2 separate regions of the Sus scrofa genome follow, and region 1 is linked to region 2. Evidence: chromatin contacts called from public Hi-C data. All regions are on one chromosome and are shown on one strand. The core of a region is the stretch at or near the end of the contact, and the rest is flanking DNA. Distances in the headings are between cores, read along the strand shown. Region 1 holds the start of FAM193B (family with sequence similarity 193 member B). Region 2 holds the start of PDLIM7 (PDZ and LIM domain protein 7).

Region 1 (7,036 bases), core at 566-3,065, 57 kb before region 2:
GAGTTGTGGCGTAGGTCACAAATGCAGCTCGGATCAGATCTGGCATTGCAGTGGCTGTCGTGTAGGCTGGGAAGCCTAGCCTGGGAATTTCCCCATGCCTCAGGTATGGCCCTAAAATGCAAAAATAAATAAATAAAAATTAAAAATAAAATAAAATAAAAATATCTTCTATTCTGGGCAACCTGAAGAGGTAATGTCGATATAGTGGGAATCACCTTGAATCTTTCAGTTCTCTGATGGTGGTGTTAATTGTGATAAGATGAAGTATTTTTTTCATTTCCTTTCTTGGTAGGGAGAGCTCCAGGGCCTTTTCCACTTATCCCTTGCTTCCTGGGTTGAGTCAACATCAGAACTCTGCCCTTGTTGATGGATGGACAGAAACTCTATATATAACCACCATATGGTTTCAGGGTACCACTGCCCCTGGCATGAGACAGACTGTCCTCAAAACTATTTTTAAAAATTTGTAATGCTGCAGGTGTGGCCATAAAAAAAAAAAATTTGTCCTATGTGCATGTCTTATATATTCAAAAAAGAAAGGGAGGGAAAATAACCCATTTTGACAACTAAATACATAATCATTTTATATATATATATATTTTTTTTTTTTCTGCTTTTTTCCATGGCATATAGAAAAGTTCCCAGGCTAGGGGTCCAATTAGAGCCACAGCTGCCGGCCTACACCACAGCCACAGCAATGTGAGATGGGAGCCGAGTCTGCGACCTATACCACAGCTCCAGGCAACGCTGGATTCTTTTTTTTTTTTTTTTTTTTTTTTTTTTTTTGGTCTTTTTGCCTTTTTCTAGGGCCGCTCCCTCGGCATGGAGATTCCCGGGCTAGGGGTCTAATCGGAGCCGTAGCCACTGGTCAGGGCCACAGCAACTCGGGATCTGAGCCGCGTCTGCGACCTACACCACAGCTCACGGCAACGCCAGATCCTTAATCCACTGAGCAAGGCCAGGGACCGAACCCTCAACCTCATGGTTCTTAGTCGGATTCGTTAACCACTGCGCCACGACGGCAACTCCAGGCAACGCTGGATTCTTAACCCACGGAGCAAGGCCAGGGATCAAAACTGCATCCTCATGGATCCTAGTCGGGTAAGTTAACCGCTGAGCTAGAAGAGAACTCCATAATCATTATATTTTTAAATGTTCCTTTGTGTACCACTCAAAATTCTTTTGCACACATACCATTTTCTTGGAAACACTGACCTAGTACGTACCCCAGTCATCTCATCTTTATCACACTTGTAATTGTGTATTTCCCCACTAGATTAAGGAAGAAGTCAGGTCTGTGTCTCGCTGTCGCAAGCACCAAATGCTAGACTCTGAGTGGACCATACACTGAAAATAAAGACCTAGACAATCCCTTCGTCCCTTTCAGCTCAGGCTATGAACGAACCCATGAGTTCTCGCTACGATGTTGAGCAACCATTTCACCATCTGTAGCCTAGGTTTTCTCTACTGCAAAATGGGAACTATCATACCTGTCACACCATGTGGGTGCGAGGAGTCAGGTCGAGGCCGTGAAAGTAGCGTAGCACTATAGAAATTATTAATTCACTCACCCACTTAACAGCAAGTTATTAAGCGCCCAGGGCTTGTAGCACTGCTACCACAGCGTACACCCTCTCTCATTCCTTGGATCCCAGGGTGGGCGTTTCCTGACCAGGTTCATTCTCCCACGAAACTCCGGGTGGTGACCTTATTCAAAATGGCGCAGGCAGCCTCGAGGGGCTAGTGCGGCGGCGCGGACTCCGCGTGCCCTTTGACCTGCTGGCAGCGGCGGAGGGGGAGTCGGGCGCCGCCATATTGGCTGTTGTCCTGTGAGGGGAGCGGCGGCGGCGGCGGCGGCGGTGGCGGCGCGAGTTGAGCGAGTGAGCGGAGCGAGGAGCAGCATGACTCGGAGGCGGAGCAGGCCGAGCGGCTGCGCGGGCCGGCGCGAGCGGGCGCGGGCCGCGGGGCCGCAGAAGCCCCAGGCGCCGGAGCCCCCGCCGCCGCCGTGCCTGGAAGCAGGAGCGGGTGCAGGATCCCCGGAGGCGTCGGCCGAGCCCGACCGCGACGGCCCTAGAGAGGACGACGAGCTCCAACTGGCGCCCGTCCCCCAGGTAGGAGCGAGAGAGGCGAGTCTGGCTGCTTGGGCACTTTCACACCCCGGAACGGAGCTGGGACGGGCTTGGGGGTGGATCATCCTTATCCGGCCGGAGTCAGAGCCTTACTCCTTAGGACCAGGGCTGAGGCTTTCTCCCCCAAGTTGGGAGTGGAGCCAGCACCCTTATGTCCAAAGCTGAGGCACGGCCCGACCTGTCCTGAGGCCAGGCTGCCTACCCTCTCCCACCGCCTCCGGGAAACGTTCTGGTCGCACACCCACTGGGACTGCGCTTGGATCCTGGGGCCACAGCTCAGCCCTGTGCCCTTCATCTCCTCTGGGCCCACATGCTCCCCCACTCATAGGCTACCTCGGGGCGCTGGGACCTGGAAGGCTGCAGCCTCTTCCCTCTCCCCCTGGGAGCGGCTCCACCCCTTCCCCTCGCTGCCCCCTCGGCAGCTGTGCTCCCAGCATATGTCTCCCGAGGCCTCCCTCCTCTCCTTGCCCAGCAGAGCAGTTGCAGCCGACAGCCAGGCTGCCTAGGAGACTGTTTGGTGGGCCTCCTGCACTGAGGTGGCAACCCTCAGTGAGAGCAAAGCTGCTCTCTCCCCCTATACCCGCTCTCCCGCCCCGCCTCGACCCCCAAGGCGGTCCACCCAGACCCTTGGATCCCTGGGTTTGGCGAATCCTGCTAAGAGTGAGCAGGAGGAGGATTCTCCAAGGCTTCCAGCTTGCCACCTGGAAGAAGGTCACTTTCTTTTGAGCAAAGGAAATAATAGGAGGTACCCTGCCAGTGTTCACTGCGAAGCTGGGGCGGCATGAGCCACAGTTGCTCTGGGAGGGTTATGGCACCTGGGGCTGGGTGGCTCGCCCTAAGCTTGCTCTGACAAAAGAGTTTTGAGTTGGTTTTTTGGCTGAGCCTGCCAAGAAAGGCAGGCTCCTGCAGGAGTCTTGGAGGGTCGGATGCAGCGCCGGATGAGGATGAGGCGTGGCGGAAGATGCGTTTGGCTCTGCAGACACTGCATCGGGCAGCAGGGGACTCTGGGAGGCTGGTGCAGCCAGAAGGCATGGCTCTTGACAGCCTTCTAGTAGAATCCCTGGAATTGTGCATGTGAGTGGGGATGCTGTTTGGGGTACCATTCCCAGAAAGCCTTCCCTGACCTCCCCAGTTGGGTGAGGTGCTCCCTCTGTGCCCACAGCCCCCTGTGCTCCCCTCTGGTAGCACTCCCTATTCTACAATGAGACATTCTGTTGATGTGTCTGTTCCCGGCACTGAACTGTGAACTCCACAGGAGCACAGATCATGTCATATATCTCTGGTCTTCCACCCCTAGCCCTGGGCCTTGCTGACACGGAGTAGGAATAACTAGGTGAATGAGAGAGTGAATCCCTTGAGAACCTGTGCTTATCGTAACCCAGTTTTGATACTGGTCTCCTTTGTGTCTCAGATCACAGTAAGATTTTTAATTAATGAAGATGTCACCAGTTATTGAGGGTCAGAGGCCCTACCTTCACCCCTACACCCTACCCTGAGCTGGTTCCAAGGGATTTCACTCTTCAGGTTGGAAGTCAGCTCGCCTGGTCTGACTTCCAACCCTGAAGGTGCTTCTCCCTCTAGCCTTTTCTTTCCTGCCTCTGGGCTCCCCTGAGAGTGCTGTTCTGCAGAAGGGGAGAGTGGAGAAGGGAGAGCCAGGGAGCTGTTGTCTTCTCTTTCTTTCAGACCATAAAATGCTTTAGGGTCCCCTGCCATTTAGCCAGCCTGTAGTTTTCATGGCCGGAAAGTTTGGTTGATGGGTTAACCATTAGGACCCAACTTTTCTAGGAGCCATAAGCTTCATTAAGGGGATAGGTTCCCACCGTGTTCTTACCGTGTTCATTCATTCATTCATGCCAGACATTTTACATATCTTCCCACCACCCCTGTGTTCTCCTGAACATTTAGCACAAATGTGATAAGTTAATTCATATAATTTTTGGTCTGCTTTTGCTATGTAAACTCTGAGAGTGCAGAAACCATGTTAGTTACCTTTGTACCCTCAGGCCTGATGATTAGCAAATTTTAATCACAAATTTTAAATAGGATATAAATACTATTATCCCATTTTTCAGATAAAGAAACAAACTCAGGGCAACTAAACATTTGTACAGATAATTCCTACTACAGGTACCCTTCCTTCTCCACCGCCCCCCCTGCGAAAAAGAGACTCTTGTGTACTTTGGGAGACCTAACAAGGCTTTTTTTTTTTTTTTTTTTTTTTTTTTAACTGTAGCCACAATAGGTGAAACAAACTGACAGTCTTTCTTCTGATTGTGCCCCTTTTTTGCTGTGGAAGGGGTTTCTGGATGCTAGAAGCAGGCTTTTGTGCCTTGGTCAAAAACACCCTCTGAAAGGATTGGCATCAGTCATTGCTTTGCCCAGAGGCGTGCCTTCGATGAAGATCTCTGGCTCCCACCACCACTGAGAACCCTGTCTTAGGTACTTAGAATGGGAAGGTAAGGTGAAATTCAGTGTCACCTGCCGAAGTGAAGCCACAGACAGCAAATAGGACCGCTTTTAGTCCACACACAGATTCTAATGCCCCAGGTCACACATTATTTTCTTTCTGTTTTTGCTTTGATTTGAGCTAATTGGCACCACACGTCCAAGTTCCCAGGCCAGTAATTCCAAGCCACAGCAGTGATGTCTTGGAATCCTTAAGTGCTAGGCCATCGGGGAACTCCTGAGCCAATATTTTTTAAATCAAAGGTTTCTCAGAGAATTCCATCTGTACCATCTCTTAAAACTAAAAATCTGGTGCCGCTGGGACCATATATCTGGGAGACAATAATCTGCAATCTCTGAGTAATGTCTCCCCCCTGTAGCATATGCAGGACACCTGATCCGTGCCAGGCCCTGGGGTAGCTGGGAATGCAGAAGTGAATCAGTAGTCCCTCCTCACAAGGGGCTCACGGTCTAGAGAACATGTATATAGTAATTGCAATAAGGCTAGAAGAGCATTGCTTCCTCTCAGTTAAGGTTCATGGGCCACCCCAGTTCTATCCAATCTGCTTTGGTCATTTTCAGAACCTGTACACATTTAAATGGAGGACCCTGAACTTAATTGGAATCCCAAAAGCTCTTAATTCTAATTGTTTAGGCCACTAAATTACATTGATACATTCACTAAGAACCCAAATCCACATTTACTTCACAAGAAGAGTAGAACAGTCACTTCCTTATTGGCAAAGAAAAACAAAAAACTTACAAAGCAGTTGAAGGAGGCGGTGAGACAGTATTTAATGTTATGGACTTGAGGTGAGCTTAATGCTCAGTCTCCTAGTTTTGTGACTCTGGGCATGTTTCTTTCCCTTGCTAAGCCTTTTTGGCAACTTCACAAGAAAATGTGAAACAATCCACGTAGCACCTAATGCTCCTCACATAAGAGCAGGAATTGGACGTGGTATATGGCAGGAGGCATTTGGTCAGTCAAAGCCTGAGTGTTTTCACCAGCCAGTTCTGCTGGCTGTCTCTAGGTCTCTTGGGCTACTCAGCTTGTAGACCAGGTGCACACTCAAGAAACCCCCCAGGAGACGTGGTATACTGTAAACTGGCAGTTGCTGGGGGTTGAGATCATCCTGTTCTTCCCATCTTGTAACTCCACAGCATCTCCTGGGACTTTGCCCAGTCTAGTTTAAAAGGACTCTAGCGATTTGGCTCTCCCACTGCTCAGAATTAAACCTGTCCGCTCAAGGGACTGGAGTAGATAATCTTTATTAAAATCATCTCATTATGTTTAATCCACTCAGCAAGCATTATGACCTCTGTGCTAAGGCCTCTGTTTGAGGCACATAGATGACTGAGATAATCTTTATATCCGGGTACTTCCCCCTTAAAAAATCACTGCCCATCCAGCCTGGCCAGTTTCATTGTAGGTGCAAGGAGATGAGGGGAGATAGATCCCTCTCTCCTCTGGTTCTTTGTAAGCTAGTAGAGAGTCACTATGTAGAAATGCCAAAGGCCTTTGAAGATGAAGACTTACCTGCTAAGAATTTAATTTCTTTAAAATGTCCCAGAGCTATAAGCTTAATATCTGATATCAGTTGTACTGTTAAGATCCTAATGCTGTATTTACTAAACCTAGAATTTTTGAGAGCATGGGCTATGTTTTAATTCATTTCTGGTGTACCTGTTATGTGTTCAATGAATGGCAGTTAAAGTAAATTATAATAAAATGTTAAGTTTCTAGCACTTTGTTCTTATCTGCCTACACTACTAAGCCAGGCTGACTTTCATTCATTCAGGCCAGTTGCACACCCACCATGCCCAGCCTTCTTCTTGCCTGTCCTGGTGTTCATTTATTCTATCAACACTCATGGGCACCTGGACACCTGATCTGTCTAGGCCCTGGGCTAGCTGGGAATGCAGAAGTGAATCAGACATGATCCCTGCCCACAGGGGCTCATGGTCTAAAGAATGTACATATAATAATTGCAGTTGGACTAAGAGAACATCACTTCCTCTGAGTTAAGATTCAAATCCTAGATCCTAGTATGGACCTTTCAACCTTTTGATTTATTTATTTTTTCACATATAAAATGACAATGATGCTGGGCTCACATCACAGTTCAGCAAGTGCTGCATGTCAAGCGCTGAACACAAGTAGCTATGATTGTTACGGATGCTTTGTTCTGAGGATGCACAGATGTGATAGCCTAGAAAAGGCATCTGGGACCTAAGGCTTCAGGGTCAAGTAGAAGTTCCTCCAGAGAAGGTGAGAGAAAGCATCTAAACAAAGTAAGCTATGTAGACAAAGATCCAGAGGCGAGAACTGGTCAACTCATGGAGAGAGGCAAGGGGTCTAGCTGGAGAGATTAGCAGGGTTCTTGAAAACTACACCAAGATGTTTGGGCTTTATCCTGTAGGCAATGAGGAATCAGTGAAAGGTCTTAAGTAGGAAAGTGAAG
Region 2 (6,639 bases), core at 1,586-4,085:
CTGAATCTGAGATCTATTTTGCAAGTATCTGAAGATGAGGTTGATGGGCTGCACTTTCTGGCCCTGGCCACGGTATGCCGTGATGGAAGCTTACAAAGACCACACTACTCAAAATGCCTGGAATGATTTTTTTAAATTATAAATCTAAGCCTTTTGTGGCAATTTTTCTGAGTTTCCAACCATACTGTAGAAGAGAAATTCTGGATACCTCTAGGACTCTAGGGACCTGACTCTGGAGCTGCAAGTGTCCTGACCACTAGGGGGCACTGTGTCCCAGCCCAGGGCCGGTTCCCACCCAGGTAAGGCCTGTGTAGGGATGTCTGGTGGGTCCATCTACACCTGAGCCTTACAGGGCCCCAAGGAATTGGACCCAGGAGCTTTCTCTGCTGAAGGACTCCCAGGAGCCCCAGGCTACCACTTTTTCCTTTACTCATTTGCTGTTTCACTTTCTCAGTCCTTCCTTCATCTGTTCATTCATATCCACTGTGTGCAGGCACTGGGGAAATGGTGGACAAGACAGACAAGCCCCTGCTCTCATAGGACTGACATTCTAATAGGGACAAAGGCAACGAAGAAACAAACACTTAATATAATGTCCCATGGTAGTTAGTGCTATGGAGAAAAATAAAGCAGGATAAGGCACTAGTACGTGATGTGGGTGAGGAGTCAGGCTGCTGTTTTAGACAGGATGACCAAAGAAGGAGGAGGCAACATCTGAGCAGAGAACTGAGCAGAGTGAGAGAGCTTGTTGTTTATTTTATTTTAGCTAAAAAAAATTTATTTTCTTTTTCATGGGTGCAGCTGCAGCAAATGGAAATTCCTGGACCAGGGGTTGAATCAGAGCTGCAGCTGCTGCCTACACCAGAGTCCTGGCAACACCAGATGTGTGCTGCTTCTGTGACCTATGCCACAGCTTATGGCAATGCCAAATCCTTAACCCATTGAGCAAGGCCAAGGATCGAATCTGCATCCTCAGAGAGACAATGTTAGGTCCTTAACCCACTGTGCCACAACAGGAACTCTGAGAACCTATTTAGATATCTGGGAGAAAGTGTTTCAAGCGGAAGGAGCCACAAGTGCAAAGGCCCTAAAGCAGGAATGTATTTGCTGTATTTACAGTGAGGAGGGCAGAATGGCTGGAGCAGAGTGAGCCAGGAGAAGTGGGGGAGGTAGTTTATTAGTGTCTGAAAGACTTTAGTTTTATCTTAGGTGCAACTCCATCCCACTGAAATGCTAGAAGCCGAAGGTGTATGGTGTGATTTCTGCTTTAAAAATACCATTTTGAAGAAGACTGGGGACTGGGCAAGGGTAGAAAGAGGGAAATCTGTTAAGAGACTGCTGAGATGTCCAAGCACGAGACAAGTGGCAAGGACAAACACGGCAGCCAGGTGTGGAATAGAGTCAGAAGGTGGAATCTACAGAATCTGAGGTATGACACAGATGAGAAAGGAAGGAAAACTTCATGATTTTTACTGGCCTAACCAGATGAACACTGTTTTTATTTTTTTTCCTTGAAGTAAGGAAGGAGTTAGGGAGGTGGGGAAAATGAAAGTTTAAATTAGGAAGTAACTGGAATTCCTGTTGTGGCCTTGCTGTGGCTGTGGCATAGGCCGGCGGCTATAGCCTGGGAACTTCCATATGCCCCTGGGTGCAGCCCTATAATGAGAAAAGGCCAAAAAAAAAAAAAAAAAAAAAGTGAAAATTCTTACAGTTTATATTATGAGGGGAATGATGCAGAATAGGGGGAAATGTAATGATGATGGTGGAGGTAGGAGAGTAGCCACAGCCATGCCCTAGAAGGAGGTGAGGGGTGGATGCCCATCCTGATCCCTGGTCAATTTCCTCCCACTGCGCTAGCATTGGGGCTGTGGGGTCTGTGAAACCCCCACTGGAGGCGCTGCCCACTCTGGAGTGGGGTACCAGGACTATCTCGACAGTTTGGGGGTCAGCCCTAAACCTTCGGAGGGTCAGGGGGTAGGAGTGAGGGCAGGGCATAGGGTCGGGGCGGAGCCAAAGGCCTTTATACCTCTGTCTGCTGCCTTTGGTGGAGTGTTCTGCAAACTTAACTGTAAGCTCCCCCTGTGTCGACCTCAACTAACCCCACCTCCAAGGTTCACCCCCTCCCTCTTCCAGACCAAGTCTGTCCGATTTAGATATTCCTTTTGTGTGTGTGTCTTTGTGTGTCTTTTTGCCTTTTCTAGAGCCGCTCGCCGCAGGAGCGGCATTATGGAGATTCCCGGGCTAGGGGTCTAATCGGAGCCATAGCCACTGGTCAGAGTCACAGCAACGTGGGATCCAAGCCGCGTCTGCGACCTGCACCACAGCTCACGGCAACGCCGGATACTTAACCCGCTGAGCAAGGCCAGGGATCAAATTTGTTAACCACTGCGCCACGACGGGAACTCCCGATTTAGATATTCTTGAGCTATCAATGGCTGTGCCTTACGCCAAACTATGCCTATCTTCACGGTGGCCTGTGAGGCGAGTATTACTGTCCCACTTTCCCAGTAGGAAACTAGGGTTTAGAGATGACTCAGGTCCAGATCTGCCTGGTTTGCTTGGTGACTTGCTTTTCACTCGGCCAGAGGGAGGCGCAAGGGGCTGGGCGAGCCGCGGGTTGGGCTGTCCAGCAGCCCAGACCCCCCCACACCCTACCCAGGCCCCGCCCCATTAAGGGGACCAGGGAGAGCCTTGCCTTACAGCGCAAAGAGAGACCGGACTTCGTGATTGGGCGGTACGGAAGGATTCGGCGGGGCTTCCTACTGCCTGGGAGACTGCTCATGGGCTCAACTTTTGACGGAGGCGTGGCCACAGGCCACGCCCCCTCCAGCGGGCTCATAACTGATGTCTGCGGCGGGGGCGGGGCCAGAACGCGGGCGGCGGATCCCAGCGCGGCTCTCTGGAGCCCGCTGCTGAGCAGCGCCCCGGAGGGGCCGAGCAGGTACAGGCGACTGTGCGGGGCGTTTCGGGCTGGGCCAGGCGGGGGGGCAGAGGCCTGTTAGGGGCCACAGCGGGCACTAGGGGTCGTGGCCAAAGCTGCGCTTCCTCCGGCGTGCGGGAGCCGCTACCCCCGCCCCCGCCTTCCTGAGGCGAAGCCGGCTGCGGCGGGGCCGATTGGCGCCTGCGCCGCTTCCTGCCCCCGGGACTCGGCCAATGCATGGGGCCGGGGCGGGGAACCAGGGGGAAACCGAGTCACGTCAGGAGGGTAGGCCTGTGGGGGAGGCATCACCCCCACTGAACTCTAGGATGAATTCCCTTCCTGGCCACGCTTTGAAGTCCCAGTCCCCACCGACCTACGCAGGGGCCGCGCACCCGCCCAGTTCCCCCAGCGCTCAGGGGTCTCGCCCTGGGTCACGGCAGCTTCGACTAGTCCGGGAATGGCTAGTACCCGCTCCAGCCGCCTCCCCCCCTTCCCCTCCCCCTCGCGTCCCGAGCCCCCGTGTGTTCCCTCCGTTGGCTCTCCGCACAGTGTCAGCTTACACGCCTTATATAGTCCGAGCAGGCTCCAGCCGTGGCCTGCCTGCCGGGACCTGGGGGCGGGGGAAAGGAGGAACGCCGGCCCCGGACTGGCCTTGCCGTCTAGTTCCAGGCTCAAGGATGGCTTGGGGGGAAGCCAGAGCCAAATTAGCCCTGCGATCCACTCCTGGATGAAAAGAATCTCAAGGCTGGATTCGGGCTCCCCTCACCCACCCTGTCCCTTGGGGAAGGGGGGTTGCCGCTGCCTTTCCAAAGTGAAGTCTGCCAGCTAGCAGCCCAGCCAAACTTAACAAGTTACCCTCCTACCCTTGCCCTGGGTGTGCTCAGCGTCTGCTCGTGCCTTCCTGGCACTAGTCCAAGCCTGATGTCCAGAGCTAGGCCTGCCTGTGTACCCACCATGCCAGCTGCTCACCTTTTCTCTCCTCTCAGGAGCGGCACCATGGATTCCTTCAAGGTGGTGCTGGAGGGGCCAGCACCTTGGGGCTTCCGGCTGCAGGGGGGCAAGGACTTCAATGTGCCCCTCTCCATCTCCCGGGTGAGCCTAGATTGAGGGAGGGGCTCCCCCAGGGGTCTTGGGGTGCTCAGATCTCCAGTGGGTGACAGAAAGAGCCTGAACAGGAGTGAGCCACGGCCGGTAGGCCAGGAGGTGCCCAGGTCCAGATATGTGGGCACTGCCACGAAGACTACCAACCTAACTAGGGAGATACTAGGAGAGGAGCCCCCACACTTCCCTAGCACTGCACTGTACCTGATGCTGTTCCACGAAGCTCCTGTGGCCACCTCCAAGGCCCAGGGGGATGCCCATTCTGAGGTCTCCAGGAAGTGTCTAAGCTCCTTGAGAGAGCAATGCTTGGAGCTAGGCCCCAGGCAGGGCTCTCTGACTGCAGGATCTCACTTCATTCTCACTGCCACCCAGGGAATAGCAACTGTCATCCTGTTTTTCCAGATGAGCTAACTCAGGACTCGGAGAGGTGAAAGGGCTCCTTCAGCAACTCCGTGGCAAAACAGGGATTGGAATTCAGCCACAGGGATGGCCAGCAGTCTGTGTGTGTGAGGGGTGCCTCTCCCCGGCCTGTGTGAGGACCTTCCATCCCATCCACTGGTCCCATTCAGGATGGAGTGGGCTTTGACCCCAAGCAGGGGTTGGGATGGGTCTCTAGGACTCTGACTTCAGCTTCTGAGATCCTGTCCTGGTGGGGGTGGAGCTAGGGGCCGGCTCCTCCCTGTGGCAGGGGGATTGCCTTATAAGCCCAAGAATGCAGCCCCACGCAGGGATGGCCAACTGGTGGCTGGAGTCTGCAGGGCTGAAAAAGGCTGGTCTGGGCCTGGACCCCTGACCACATCAGTGGGCCCCTCAGCTCATCGCCCCCAGGCTGTGGCTCTAGCCATGGGATCGGCCGTGGGACATGTAAAACAAGCTGCCTGCCCTGAGAGAGAGTCCAGCCCTTGGGCTGGTATCTCTCACTGTGGTGGGGGGTGGAGGGTGGGTTCAGGAGGAGGTGGGGACTTCCTGCTCCCATATCCGCTTATCCAGAGAGACCCACCCAGGCTCCTGGTGGGCAGGCAGCTATTGGCAGGAAGCCCAGGGCAAGCACAGCCTAGAGGGGGCCGGAGGGTTGTCCAGCCGCAGCTGAGCTCAAGGGGGCCCCAAAGCAGAGTCTGTCGGAATTGGGCTTGGTGGCCAGAACAGCTAGGCTGTCACTGTTCTCAGGGATCCTACCCTGGGAGCTGCGCTGCCGGAAGGGTAGCTAAGGGCAGTGATCTCCCTACCACATATACCCACCCTGTACACAATTCTCGAGTCTCTCCAGCCCTGGAAACCTCCCCCTGTATACCCCTTCCCTGGGAAAGTGCTAGCCAGTGTGACTGGGTAGCTGTAGGCCTTGGCTTGGCCTCTGAGCCTCAGTTTCTTCCTTGGTGAGGATGGGCAACAAAGTAGCCTAGGGGATGGACTTTCAGATGTGGCCTGCTGGGGGCACCCTGAGCCCAGGCTCCCTTGTCAGCAGGCCTAGCATGTGGGTGGGGCCACCAGCTGAGCCCAGCCCTGGAGTTGGACCTAGGCCCTGGTGGGTGGGCGGGTGTGTAGGGTGGTCTTTTCTGAGCTGGGCCCGCCCTCTCTCCCTCTACCCTGACCCCAGCGTGGAGTGGGGAGGGAGGGGCTAGGGCTGGCTATGGGCCCGAGCCTGGGAGATGAGGTAACGTCTGGGATTTGGGGGTTGGGCTGCTCCGTGGAGCCCTCAGGCTGACTCACCCCCCACCTCCGTGCAGTGTCCAACCCCCTGGCTTTTCCCCTCCCCGGTCCCTTGGGCCTCCTTGCTTCTCTCTCCAGACACACCCGACCCCCCACCTCTCTTCTGCTTTTGTCTCTACCTCTCAGACTGCTCCCCTATCTCTCCTGTGCTTCTTGTCCTCCTCACTCCAGGGGAGGAGTAGTCCCCAGCTCCCCAGCCCCTCCCTGGGAGCCAGCTGCTTCTGCCCACCCCATACCCCCCACCTCAGGCTTAGCTCACACTTCCCAGGCCCCAATGTGGGGAGGGAGTGGCCAGACCTGGTTTCCCTTCTACTGACTCACCATGACCTTGAGTAAGTCACTTCCCCTCAAGGGTGTCACTTCCCCATGCCCATTGTAAGGGGTTGAATTGAACTGGAGGTAAGATAGGGGATCCAGACCCTAAACCCAGCCAGAGGGTCAGGGAGTCTTTCCAGCCTGAGTTGGGCTCCAGCCCTCAGCAGAGGTAGCCTGGTAGGGTCAGAGTCCTGGCGCTGCCTCTTGAGTTGCTAGCTGGGTGACTTGCAGCAAGTTACTTAACCTCTCTGTTTTCCCATGTGTGAAATAGCTATATTCCTAGACTCTACTCCACAGGGTTGTTGGAGGATTCAGGATGTGGCAGTACTAGGTACTCAATAAAGTAGGTAGGCTGCTCTTCTAACTATTTAGCTGGTGAGCAAAGGGTCCTCCAGTTGTCTGACTCTTCTAACCTCCCAAGCATGAACTAGAGCCATCAAGCCCAGCTCTCCCTTCTTACCCTAGTGCCATCAGTCTCTGCACTATGATCCCTGAGCCATCTCTCTAGAACCTCTTGCCTGCCTCAATGCAGTCTGAGCATCAGCCCACCTGAGGAACCTCCTGGGGCCACAGGCAGCCTGTACCCCTCAAACCTA

Evidence for each region. A called contact is a pair of places that touch in the nucleus more often than the background predicts.
Region 1: a contact with region 2 is called in a Hi-C map of liver, with 5 times the contacts expected there. The contact joins the promoter of FAM193B here to the promoter of PDLIM7 in region 2. A contact is called at or near these places in 1 of 5 promoter capture datasets (liver), 7 of 47 Hi-C or Micro-C datasets (brain, embryonic fibroblasts, heart right ventricle and 3 more) and 2 of 2 datasets of contacts at active chromatin or transcription factors (alveolar macrophages and skeletal muscle).

Annotation. Positions count from the first base shown.
Region 1 is chr2:80,394,556-80,401,591 of Sscrofa11.1, forward strand. FAM193B (family with sequence similarity 193 member B) reads left to right here and starts at 1,816. Exons shown (of 11, transcript NM_001243850.1): 1 at 1,816-2,111. The coding sequence starts at 1,902.
Region 2 is chr2:80,450,178-80,456,816 of Sscrofa11.1, forward strand. PDLIM7 (PDZ and LIM domain protein 7) reads left to right here and starts at 2,836. Exons shown (of 13, transcript XM_021084381.1): 1 at 2,836-2,941; 2 at 3,907-4,012. The coding sequence starts at 3,917.